Regions from separate parts of the Sus scrofa genome. Here region 1 is linked to region 2. Evidence: chromatin contacts called from public Hi-C data. All regions are on one chromosome and are shown on one strand. Each heading gives the region's core, a stretch centred on a gene start, on an enhancer-like site or on the middle of the called end of the contact. The rest is flanking DNA. Distances are from core to core; before and after follow the strand shown. Region 1 holds the start of ARID4B (AT-rich interactive domain-containing protein 4B). Region 2 holds the start of B3GALNT2 (UDP-GalNAc:beta-1,3-N-acetylgalactosaminyltransferase 2).

Region 1 (5,301 bases), core at 453-2,952, 170 kb before region 2:
TTAGACGTTCTTTCATCAGTGTAACCGATAGAACAGTTCAGTTTCTAGAGTCAGATTACTTGACCTGCTTTTAAAAAACACTTAAATGCATGCAGTTATTCCTACGATTCCCTGCCAAAGAGACGTTCTATATGCGAAAAATCATCCTCGGTGAGACAGCCTATATAACTAGCTCCAACTCCACAGCAAAGCCCACAGATATCCCCACCAGCTGACTCCCACCGTCTCCGGGGACAGCTTGGGGCCCCCAGCCGCCACACACACACACCTTCCTCGGCAGGACTCTGAGGCCCCACATACGACCTCGACCAAGCCCCCCACTTCCTGAATTCTCTAACCCCTGAGGTTCGTTTTCCGGAGGCAACCTTACCTTCATGATGACTCTGGGGCCGCGATCCCCTCGAAAACACCAGATTCACCTACACCTGGAGAAGAAACAAAAGACACCCAGTCAGCACCATGGGCACCCCCCTGCACTGGCGGAGGCGGAGGGAACCGAGCGAAGCCCGCACCCCGAAAAAGAGCCGAAAGAGGCGTCAGTCCCCGAACCGCGAATAGCCGAACCGGGGTTCCCGCTGGCTTTGCCATCCCGGCAAACCCGGCCACCTTTACAGTTCGACAGCTTCCCGTCCCCATTGTCGGGACCCGACGGAGTTTCCCGTCTCCGACAATGACGCCATTTCTGTCAGAGAAGAAACTCACAACAAGCCCGGGGTCCGGCGCGGGGCCGGCCGTCCTCCTCCCCTCCGGCCTCCGCGCCGGGCCCGGCCGGCCCCCCTCCGAAGGGCCGCACACCCCTCGTCCGAGCCGGAGCCAGCCGAGCCTCAAGGGGCTCGGCGGGGGCCGCGGAGGGCCCGGCGGGCCGCGGGCGGGACCGATCCTGTACAGCCTCAGCCCCCGTCCCGCTCCGAGGCGGACACCCCGACAAGTGGGAGCGGGATCCACGTCCGCCTGCCGCGGGCACGGCGAGAGCGCCGAGGGACCAAGAGGCGGCAGCCCCCCCCCCCACCCGGCCCGGGCCCCCCACCGCGGCTGGGAGACGTGAAAGCGCTGAGTGTGCGGCCGCCAGGCTGGGGAGCGACTCGACTCGGCAACTGCAGGGACGGGTGGGAGCTCTCAGGAGGCCGAGGCCCCGAATTCGGGCGCCTGGGGAGCCCACCACAGCGATCTTGTCTTCTCCTCGATTGGGCCCAGTGACTCCCCAAAAGACCCCCTTAATAGGACCGCCAAAGCCTCAGAAAACGTCCCTACCTTCCTCGGAGGCGAGCTCTGACCCTGGCACGTCCAGAGTCCCCTTCCCTGCTCCCCCCCAAAACCAGCAGGCCCGGGGGAGAGATGGGGGAAGAAGGGCGGCGGGTCCAGCGGTTGCTGAGGCTGAAGCTCCGGCTCCTCCTCCTCCCGCGGCGGCGACTGGTACCTTTGTTTGGCGGCCGCTCGGGCTCCCTCGCTGGGGGGAGGGGGGACGACGAAAAATCCCTCCCGGACTGGAGGTCCGGGCCCCCAGTTGCGCTGCCCTCCAGAGGACGGCGGCGACAGACCCTCTGCGGCTCCCTCCGGGCAAAGGTCCAGGCGGTGGCCGTGGCGGCGGCAAGCTTAAGCTCAAGAGTCTCCCTCCGCTCCGGCGCCCGAGCTCCTCACTCCGGACTCGACTGACGGGCAAACATCGCTTCCCCCCCCCACCCCAAGTCCCCCCCTTCCCTCCTTTCTCCCCTCCCCTAGACTTTCTTTCCCCTCCCCTACCTCTTTCCCGGATGGCCTCTTAGACGACCTCGGATTGGTTAGACTTCTTTAGAACCCCCCTATGCCCTGTTCCTATTGGTCCCTGGGATACAAACAACGACGCCATTTTCCCACCAGTTCTATGGAAACAGAAAGTTACGCCTCAAAGCTCCCCGGGAAATGTAGTTCAGCCTCTGGGCCAACGCGCTAGGCCTTGCCGGTGAGAACTGCAAGATCCGCAAAGCCCCGCGGCTACGTGAGACGGGAGGGGGGAGGGAAAGGGGGCGGAGCGACAAAGCAAAGGGGAGGTGGCAACGACGCCTGCGCAGTGTGACCGGGATGGCGCATTTTCTTGCACCGAGTAATGCGGCGTCGCTGGTGGCTGAGGAGGGCGGAGAGTTCTTTGGTGAAATAGAGGGAGGGATTCATGGAAGCCTCAGGAGGAGCCTTGTCCTGAACTATAAGGTGGGAAGTTGATACAGGATACTGCTACTCCTGGGCCCGCGGCGTGAAAGTTGTGATATCATCCTCGAACCGTGAGTGGCTGTGCCGGCGGCTGGGGGGGAACCCGGATGGGGAGGAGGGTTGGGGAGGAGGGTTGGGGAGTCTGGGAGGCGGAGCCGAGAGGAAAGAAAGAAAAGAGGGTGAGGACCCGGATGCTGAACCGGCTTGTGTATGAATTTTCCATCCTCTCGCTGGAGGAGGGGAGGAGCGGTAGCGGACCGAGCGGGGCGGAAGGGGGCCTCAGAGCCGAGAGAAAGCAGAGCCGACATTTGAAGCCCTTCTTCCAAGTCTCTGTTGAAAATCTGCCCCGGAGTTAATTAAATTCCCTCCCTGTATCTCTCCGGTAGTTTTTTTCAGACCCACCCACATCTCCCGGAGTTTGAGTGGAAGGGCTCACTCTGCGCTTCACAGCTACGTTTGTATTTGCGTGTTCCTTTAGCTCTTTAGAAACCAGACTCTTCCCTTTTAAAAAATTGCATGATATTTCCACTTGTGCATGCAAATGTGTGCCCTGACTTCATCCTCTAACGCGTTAGAAGGCACTTTCCGTTGTCCTTCACATATTTGAGCGCCTACCGTGTGGAAGAAACTTGTACGGCCCCTGCTTCGTAAACCAGAGCCCAGTGAGACAGGCAGATATTAAATTGAACACACACGAGTGTAAAATTGCGTCAGGTGCTGTAAGTGGTGCATAGAAGAGTTTCATGGTGATAGGAGAATTGGAAATTGGGAAATTGCCTTAGGGAGTTGAAAGCATTCCCGAGCATGTGAGGATCCAGCCGAGAGCGGAAGGGTTAGTAAGAGTTAATTAAGGAACATTCCAGATCGAAAGAATATCGTGTTGGAAAGGCTTGTGCCACAAGGGAGCTTTTTAAAGTATGAGAAACTGAGGCTGGGGTGTGGGCAGGGGATTGACTCTCCGAACTTGATAAGCTTTCATGGAGACTTTATTGAGCAGTCTGCTAACTGGAAGAGTTCTCAATCAGAAGGGAGATAGGACCGCATTTGAATTTTGAAAAGATCTCTGGCTGAAGAGTAGGAGCGAGTACAGGAAGCCCAAACACTAAGTTACTGCTCTAGTAGTCCAAAGGGAGGAGAGACTGTGGCTTGTATTAATATTCAACAACCATTGTTTGAACAAATTTAGGGCAGTTTCCCACTTTTGAAAATGAGTAGGTTCAGACTCTCACCGAGGCATTCTGTGGGTTGCTTTTCACTCCACAAGCAAATTAGTAGCACCCTAATGCCTCTTTCCATTCAGGTCTAGTGTGTGATGGCTGAAATTTCTAGGTGCGATAAATTGGAGCCTTTGGGGTTACAAAGGAAGAAAGAAGGAGTTCCCGTCATGGCGCAGTAGTTAATGAATCCGACTAGGAACCATGAGGTTGCAGGTTTGATCTCTGGCCTCGCTCAGTGGGTTAAGGATCCCGGTGAGCTGTGGTGTAGGTCTCAGATCCCGCGTTGCTTTGCCTGTGGTCGGCGGCGACAGCTCCGATTAAACCTCCATAGGCTTCGGGAAGCGGCCCTAGAAAAGGCAAAAAGACAAAAAAAAAAAAAAAAAAAAAGAGGAAGAAAAAGGCAAGTGAGAGTAGATGCCAGTGTAATGTGAAACACTTCTTACAGAACACTGTAAAAAGACACAAAACAGATTGGGTTTTGACACCTAGAAAAACTGAGGTTTCTATGTTTTCCCACTGTTCAGAACACTTGCCCATAAACATTCTCTGGGAAAGGAACATTAATTGACTTATTTGTTAAATGAGTATTCTTAAATTTACCTGAGTGAGCAAAAGAAAAATTTTTTTAATTCATAAGTAATATTTTAAGTTGGAAAAAAATCAACCAAAGCCATTAGATTTGAAACAGATGAACTCTGATCTCTGTACAACAGGTGTACTTATTGCGGAGCCAGAGACAAAAGTTCATTATTGAATTATTGAAAGTTCATCTTTCTGATTTTTAAATTAAGTCAGATGTGTTCTGGAGGCTGAGAAAAGATAAACATGATTTTTGTACTCAACCCAGTTGAGAAGAGTTGGCTAAATAGAGTAGTATAAGGAGTTCCCTTTGTGGCGCAGCAGAAACGAATCTGACTATGATGATGAGGATTCAGGTTCAATCCCTGGTGTCACTCATTGGGTTGGAGATTTGGAGTTGCAGTGGGCTGTGGTGTAGGTTGCAGATGCGGCTCGGCTCCTGAGTTGCTGTGGCATATGTAGACCAGCAGCTACACTCTAATTCAACCCCTAGCCTGGGAACCTCCATATGCTGCAGGTGTGGCCCTAGAAAGCTAAAAAATAAATAAATAGAGTAAAATAGAAGAGATGCTTTTTAAAAATTCTACTTTTAACTCTGTTCAATAATCTTTTACCTAAGTGATTACTCTTCCTGCACCTTTTCTTTCTGTCATTCTCTTAAAAATAAGGTAATTTATGTCCAGATTTAAACAGTATAGGTTACTAGACTGGTATTGGATTATTTCAAAATATTTTCTGGCCCTGGAACTCCAAATGCCATGAGATGGCCAAAAAAGAAAAAAAAGAAAAGAAAGAAATGAAAACTCCTAACAGGAAAAGAAAGAAAAATGGCAATAGATATTTATGAAAAAGTAATAGAGATTCAATAGTAAAGGAGGATTGTAGGAAAACTGAGTGATGTTCTGGGAAACATTGAAGTAAATGTAAAATTTAAATAATAATCACTGCAAAGAAATTTTTAACAGTATAATTGCTTTCAAATTAATGAATATCTAATCAGGACGTCTGAAATGGATTGATTATGAAGAGGAGTTTTACCCTTTTTAATTTTTTTAAATTATAGTTGATTTACCATGCTGTGCCAATTTCTGCTGCACAGCAAAGTGACCCAGTCATACATATGTATACATTCCCTTTCTTATATTATCCTCCATCGTGGTCTACCCCAGGTGATTGGATATAGTTCCCTGTGCTATACAGTAGGACCTCATTGCTTATCTTTTTTTTTTTTTTGTCTTTTTAGGGCCGTACCTGAGGCATATGGAAGTTCCCAGGCTGGGAGTCAAATCGGAGCAGCAGCTTTTGACCTGCACCACACCCA
Region 2 (5,239 bases), core at 196-2,695:
AGAGCTCGTGGCTTCTCTAACACAAAGGGATTTTAAGAGATTGTTACCAGAATAAAGAACTCTAATTATAACAATGAGATTGCTTTGAGGACTGCCCGAATTAGTTTCCATACTTCCTAGGCACAGAGCCATCTCAGAATTCAGATATTCAATTCTAATCCTTGAAAATATTGGATAAGAAAACTTTCTAGGGGAGAAGTGGTAAGAACAAATTCCCAAGGTAGTTAAAAAACAAAACGACTATTTCCCCATCTTTAAAACAGCCGTCTAGGCTTTATTATACCTCCTAGGGCAAGCCCTTAAAAAGACAGAAAAGGGCAACCTTCAATGTTCAGAGCGGTGGAATTAGTTAAAAGAAAATCCACTGGGCTGTGGGGCAGAGCATTCTATTTATCAGGCTGGGAAGTGAATATGAACAAAGAGTTCTTTCCCATGAGAAACTAACTTTTGGAGCAAATGGATACAATCGTAGAGGAACTTGCTATTTTCGTGTATAATTCATTAGAAGGCTTTGCAAACCAAACTCTCAGGAATAACTCCATCCGCAGCCATGCCCTATTTCATGGCTAGATTTGTTTAACCGACTTACAACCACAGTTTTCAAAGAATACAAAGCAGAGTACGTTCTTAAAGCAAAGTTGTTCCTTAAAAGCAAACCCCAGCCACCTCTTTAAAAAGGCACAAAAACGTGATCCACGGACCCTAAGACCTCAAAGTCCTGATCCAATAAGACCAACAGCTGCGGGAGGAGCAGAGCCACCTGGGAGCCCGGCCCCGGGCGTTAACAGCTGCCCCTCGGGTTGAAGGACACATGGGGCTCAGCTCCCCGGGCAGGCGGGAAAGGCCTGGGGACAGCCGAAGGACTTGCAGTCGTCCGCACCGGTTTTGTGGTCATCAAGAAAAGCCGGGAGGTGAGAAACGGCGGAGACACGAAGAGAGAAAAGCGCCCTCCAGTTTGCCCGATGTTAACGCCGGGGAGATGAAAAGGGCCATTTGTTTCATCTGGGGACCGCCGGGTCGGCCCGTCCCCCAACCCAGACTCTCGGCCAGGCTCCGTGGAAGAAGCCGGCCGCTCGCCCGCCCGCCCGGCCCCAGGACCTCACCTGCGGGGCCGGCCCCCGAGGCGCGGGCGGGCGGCGGGGAGCGCAGCCGCAGCCAGAGGTGCAGCGCGGCCCCGAGCACACACGGGCACAGCAGCACCAGCCAGTTTCGCATTGGCCGCCCCCGCCGGCTCCACCTCGCGCCCCCACCGCGCGCCGGGCTCTCCCGCGTCCCGGCGGACAGGGAGGGGCCCTGAAAGTAAGGAGGCCGGGGGCAGTGGCCGACTCCCGCGCGACTACTCCGGGAACGCCCGCCCTCGTGCCCGCCGCCGTCTAGGTCTCTCTCGGCTTAGGCTCCTCCGACCGCTGGCGGCTGCGCCTCCGCCGGCCAGAGCCCCGCCCCCTTTCCTGGGCCTTCCCCGGCCCCGCCCACCTTTTCTCTCACTCGCCCCGCCCTCTTCTAGCTTGTCCCCTCCCACTTCCCCTAGCCGGCCGGGAGCTGAAGTCCCGCTCTGAGCTTAAGGAGGAAGTGCCCCCGTGATCCGATGGCTGGGAAACCACATTTCCCACAACCCCACGCACTCGCTTCCGTCACTCGGCGATCGCGTAAGCAAAGCGCGAGGCCTCACACAGAGCATGCGCAGCCCTGCTCCATGTTTACTGCCCCCCGGTGGCGGAGGAGAGGTAGTGCCGGACAACCCAGCGCTCAGGGGCCGCCCCAACCCCGGGAGAGAAATAATAGCTGGGGTGAAGGGCGCCGGTTGCCTAAGATTTAAAGGAGATCTTGAGACAAGACAGTTTTAAATCACGCAGAGCTTCCTTAGGCCGAATGCTAGCCTCGTGTAAGAGATGGGATCTTGCTGGCATCTACTGGGCGCGGAGATCGGGGCGGGGCAGCCCAAATGCCCGTGTCTTCAGCGGTGAATCATCAAGTATTAGTTCTGGTGCTTCGGTACCCGGCTCTAAGAACTCAGGATGAGTAAGACCAAGCCCAAGGGATCAAGCTGTGCAGTACGACAGCGATGGCCGAATGGAAGGTACATTACACGTGCTCAGATTTCAAACTGGCGCTGGAAAGTTGCGAGAAGAACCGGGTGCACTCACACCTGCTATTGGACGTGAGCCGCTAGAAAATGCGGGCTCCGAGGCACCTGTGGGAAGGACCTGCTGCGACCCTCCGGGATACAGTCCTGCCCTGGGCCCCGAGGGCGTCACCCGTTCCGGCCTGCCTGCGGCCAAACGCAAAAGTGTCCTAGTTGAGGAGCCTGAAGATCAGGGTACCGATGTTCAGAAGATGGTGCAGAGGATGAACATGAGGATGAACTATATTGTTGGAAAAACCCTTGGTTGAAAGCCCCAGGAAATCCACTTCAAACAGGCTTAAGGAAAAAAGGGTAATTTATTCAAGTCACTGAACAGTCCAGGAGATGTCTTAGGCACTGTCAGTACCATAGTCTCACTGAGGGGCAATTTAATTTCCTCTATTAAAATTATTTTTGGAGTTCCCTTCAGTGCCTCAGGGAAAGGAATCTGACTAGTATCCATGAGGACGCAGGTTGGATCCTTAGCCTTACTCAGTGGGTTAAGGATCCTGCCTTGCCATGAGCTATGCTGTAGGTGCCAGACTCGGCTTGGAGCTGACGTTGCTGTGGCTATGGCCTAGGCTGGCAGCTACAGCTCCAATTCACCCCTAGGTGGGGAACCTCCATATGCTGCTGCTGCGGCCCTAATAAATAAATAAATAAAATTATTTTTTATTGTTTTGTAATATGGTCTGCACTGTAATTTTAAAATGTTTTAATTGCTGTACAAAAGCTATAAGCGTAAGGATTTTATACTATTTGTACTATTTAAATAAAATAATAAACAATTTAATATGGTGTCAGAAGTAAATTTTTCCCTTTAAAGGAATTTGTATGTTCATTAGTTATCTATTGCTACCCAACAAATTACTCCAAAACTCTTAAAACAACAAGAATCACTTATTGTGCCTCACAATTTCTGAGTCAGGAATTGGGGAGCTACATTCAGGTTCAGGATCTCCCATATAGTTGGAGGCAGATGTCCACTGGGGCTGTGGTCATCAGAAGGCAGGACTAGGCGTCCTCAGTGCCTCACTTCCCCGGCTGGCAAGTTGGGGTTCTCTTTCCGCCTCTCTGAGTTGGTCTCTAAGTGGGTCTCTCCAACAAGCTGCATTAGAGTCCCCACACCATGGTGGCTTGCTTCCCCAGGAACTGGAGACCCAAGAGACTGCTGAGCATAGTGCAAGACCTTTGAGGATGAATCCTTGGAAGACACGCTGTCACTTCAGAGGTGTTCTATTGGTCACACAGACCAGCCCTGATTGACTGTGGTAGGGGCCACACCAGGGCATGAGCCCAGGAGGCAAGGATGGTTGTGGGGTCAATTTGGAAGCTGGCTGCCAGAGTATATCATGCAAATCTGAGAAACACTACTATGTCTAAACAGCTTGGGGGAGTCTTTAGAGCTCCTACACATTCTCCATGGCCCCTGAATACCCTGAAGACAAGAAAAACAAGTTATCATTTTTGTGAGAAATGTGGGATTAGTAGGTTGTTATCATTGTGGCTCCTGGGCAAATGTCACCAAGATCTGTGTGCCCCTTTCTCAGAATATTGTTTACATATTGCAACAGGAAGGAGAATACCTAATGTCTACACATTTCTTGTGAGACATTCTTCTTTGTTTAGAAACTGCTCACCTGCTTTCTGTGTGTCAAAGAAACTCTCAAGAAATTAATAATTGGTTGTCATGAAGGATGTCCTTTGTTTGTTTTGTTTAGTTGGTTTTTATTGTTTTGCTTTATAAGGGCTGCACCTGCAGCATATGGAAATTCCCAGGCTAGGGGTTGAATCAGAGCTGCAGCTGCCAGCCTATACCACAGCCACAGCAACACCAGATCTGATCCGTGTCTGCGACCCACACCACAGCTCACAGCAACGCTGGATTCTTAACCCATTGAGTGAGGCCAGGGATTGAACCCACATCCTCATGGATACAAGTCAGGTTCGTAACCCGCTGAGACACAATGGAAATTCCCGGGATGTCCTGGGTTTTTTTATCCTCAAGAAAGGCAATAAAATCTCTCTTGACATCCTGAAATTTTCTTTTTGTGATTAGAGAATTATAATGAGTTAATCCCCAAGAGGAATAATCCATAATTTAGGCAGATCTATTAATTCAGATACTCATTGAGCACCTATTATGAGCTAGGTATTTTTGTAGGCTCTTGGGATAAACTGATGAACGAGATAAAGACCCCTGTGGTGTGGTGATGGGGGCAGGGACAGACTATAGACTCTATATATAATAAGTACATTTTATCAGCATGTGGAAGATGATAAGTGCTATAGAAAATGACAAAAAAATAGAGCAGGGTAGGAGAATTGGGAATGTGTGACTGAAATGTGCAGACTGCAGTATTTTTTTCTTTTAAATCCCACCTTTTATTTATTTAAAAAAATTTTTTTTCATTTTTGGCCACCCCTCAGCATATGGAGTTCCTGGGCCAGGGATCAGATCCAAGCCACAGTCATGACCTAAGCCGCAGCTGTGCCAAGCTGGGGAGTGAACCTGCGACCCAGTGCTCCCAAGATGCCACCGATCCCTTTTCACCACAGTGGGAACTCCAGATTGCAGTATTAAATAACAATATTTGAACAAGTGTTCAGAATTACAATGGGCACTAAAGTGAGGAATGAACAAAACTATCCTAAAATATTTACTAATCAAGATGCTCCTTCCAGGAGTTCCTTTTTCATGGCTCAGTGGTTAACAAACCTGACTAGTATCCATGAGGATTCGGGTTTGATTCTTGGCCTTGCTCAGTGGGTTAAGGATCCAGCATTGCCGTGAGCTGTGGTGTAGGTCGAAGATGCAGCTTGGATCTGGTGTAGCTGTGGCTCCAATTTAACCTCTAGCCTGGGAACTCCATATGCCACAGGTGTGGCCCTAAAAATAAAAAAAATTTTTAAAAAAGATGTTCCTTCCAGAGTTCTCGTTGAGGCTCAGCAGACTAAGAACTTGACATAGTGTCCGTGAAGATTCAGGTTCAATCCCTGCCCTCGCTCAGTGGGTTAAGGACCCAGCAACGCTGTGAGCTGTGGTGTAGGTCATAGACATGGCTTGGGTCACACACTGCTGTGGCTGTGGCACAGGTGGGCAGCTGCAGCTTTGAT

The links. A called contact is a pair of places that touch in the nucleus more often than the background predicts.
Region 1: a contact with region 2 is called in a Hi-C map of liver, with 3 times the contacts expected there. The contact joins the promoter of ARID4B here to the promoter of B3GALNT2 in region 2. A contact is called at or near these places in 1 of 5 promoter capture datasets (liver) and 4 of 47 Hi-C or Micro-C datasets (heart right ventricle, liver and skeletal muscle).

The regions. Positions count from the first base shown.
Region 1 is chr14:55,920,734-55,926,034 of Sscrofa11.1, reverse strand. ARID4B (AT-rich interactive domain-containing protein 4B) reads right to left here and starts at 1,702. Exons shown (of 25, transcript XR_002338970.1): 1 at 1,252-1,702; 2 at 371-425. GGPS1 (geranylgeranyl pyrophosphate synthase) reads left to right here and starts at 1,998. Exons shown (of 4, transcript XM_003483472.4): 1 at 1,998-2,255.
Region 2 is chr14:55,745,615-55,750,853 of Sscrofa11.1, reverse strand. B3GALNT2 (UDP-GalNAc:beta-1,3-N-acetylgalactosaminyltransferase 2) reads right to left here and starts at 1,445. Exons shown (of 12, transcript XM_021074398.1): 1 at 1,104-1,445. The coding sequence starts at 1,215.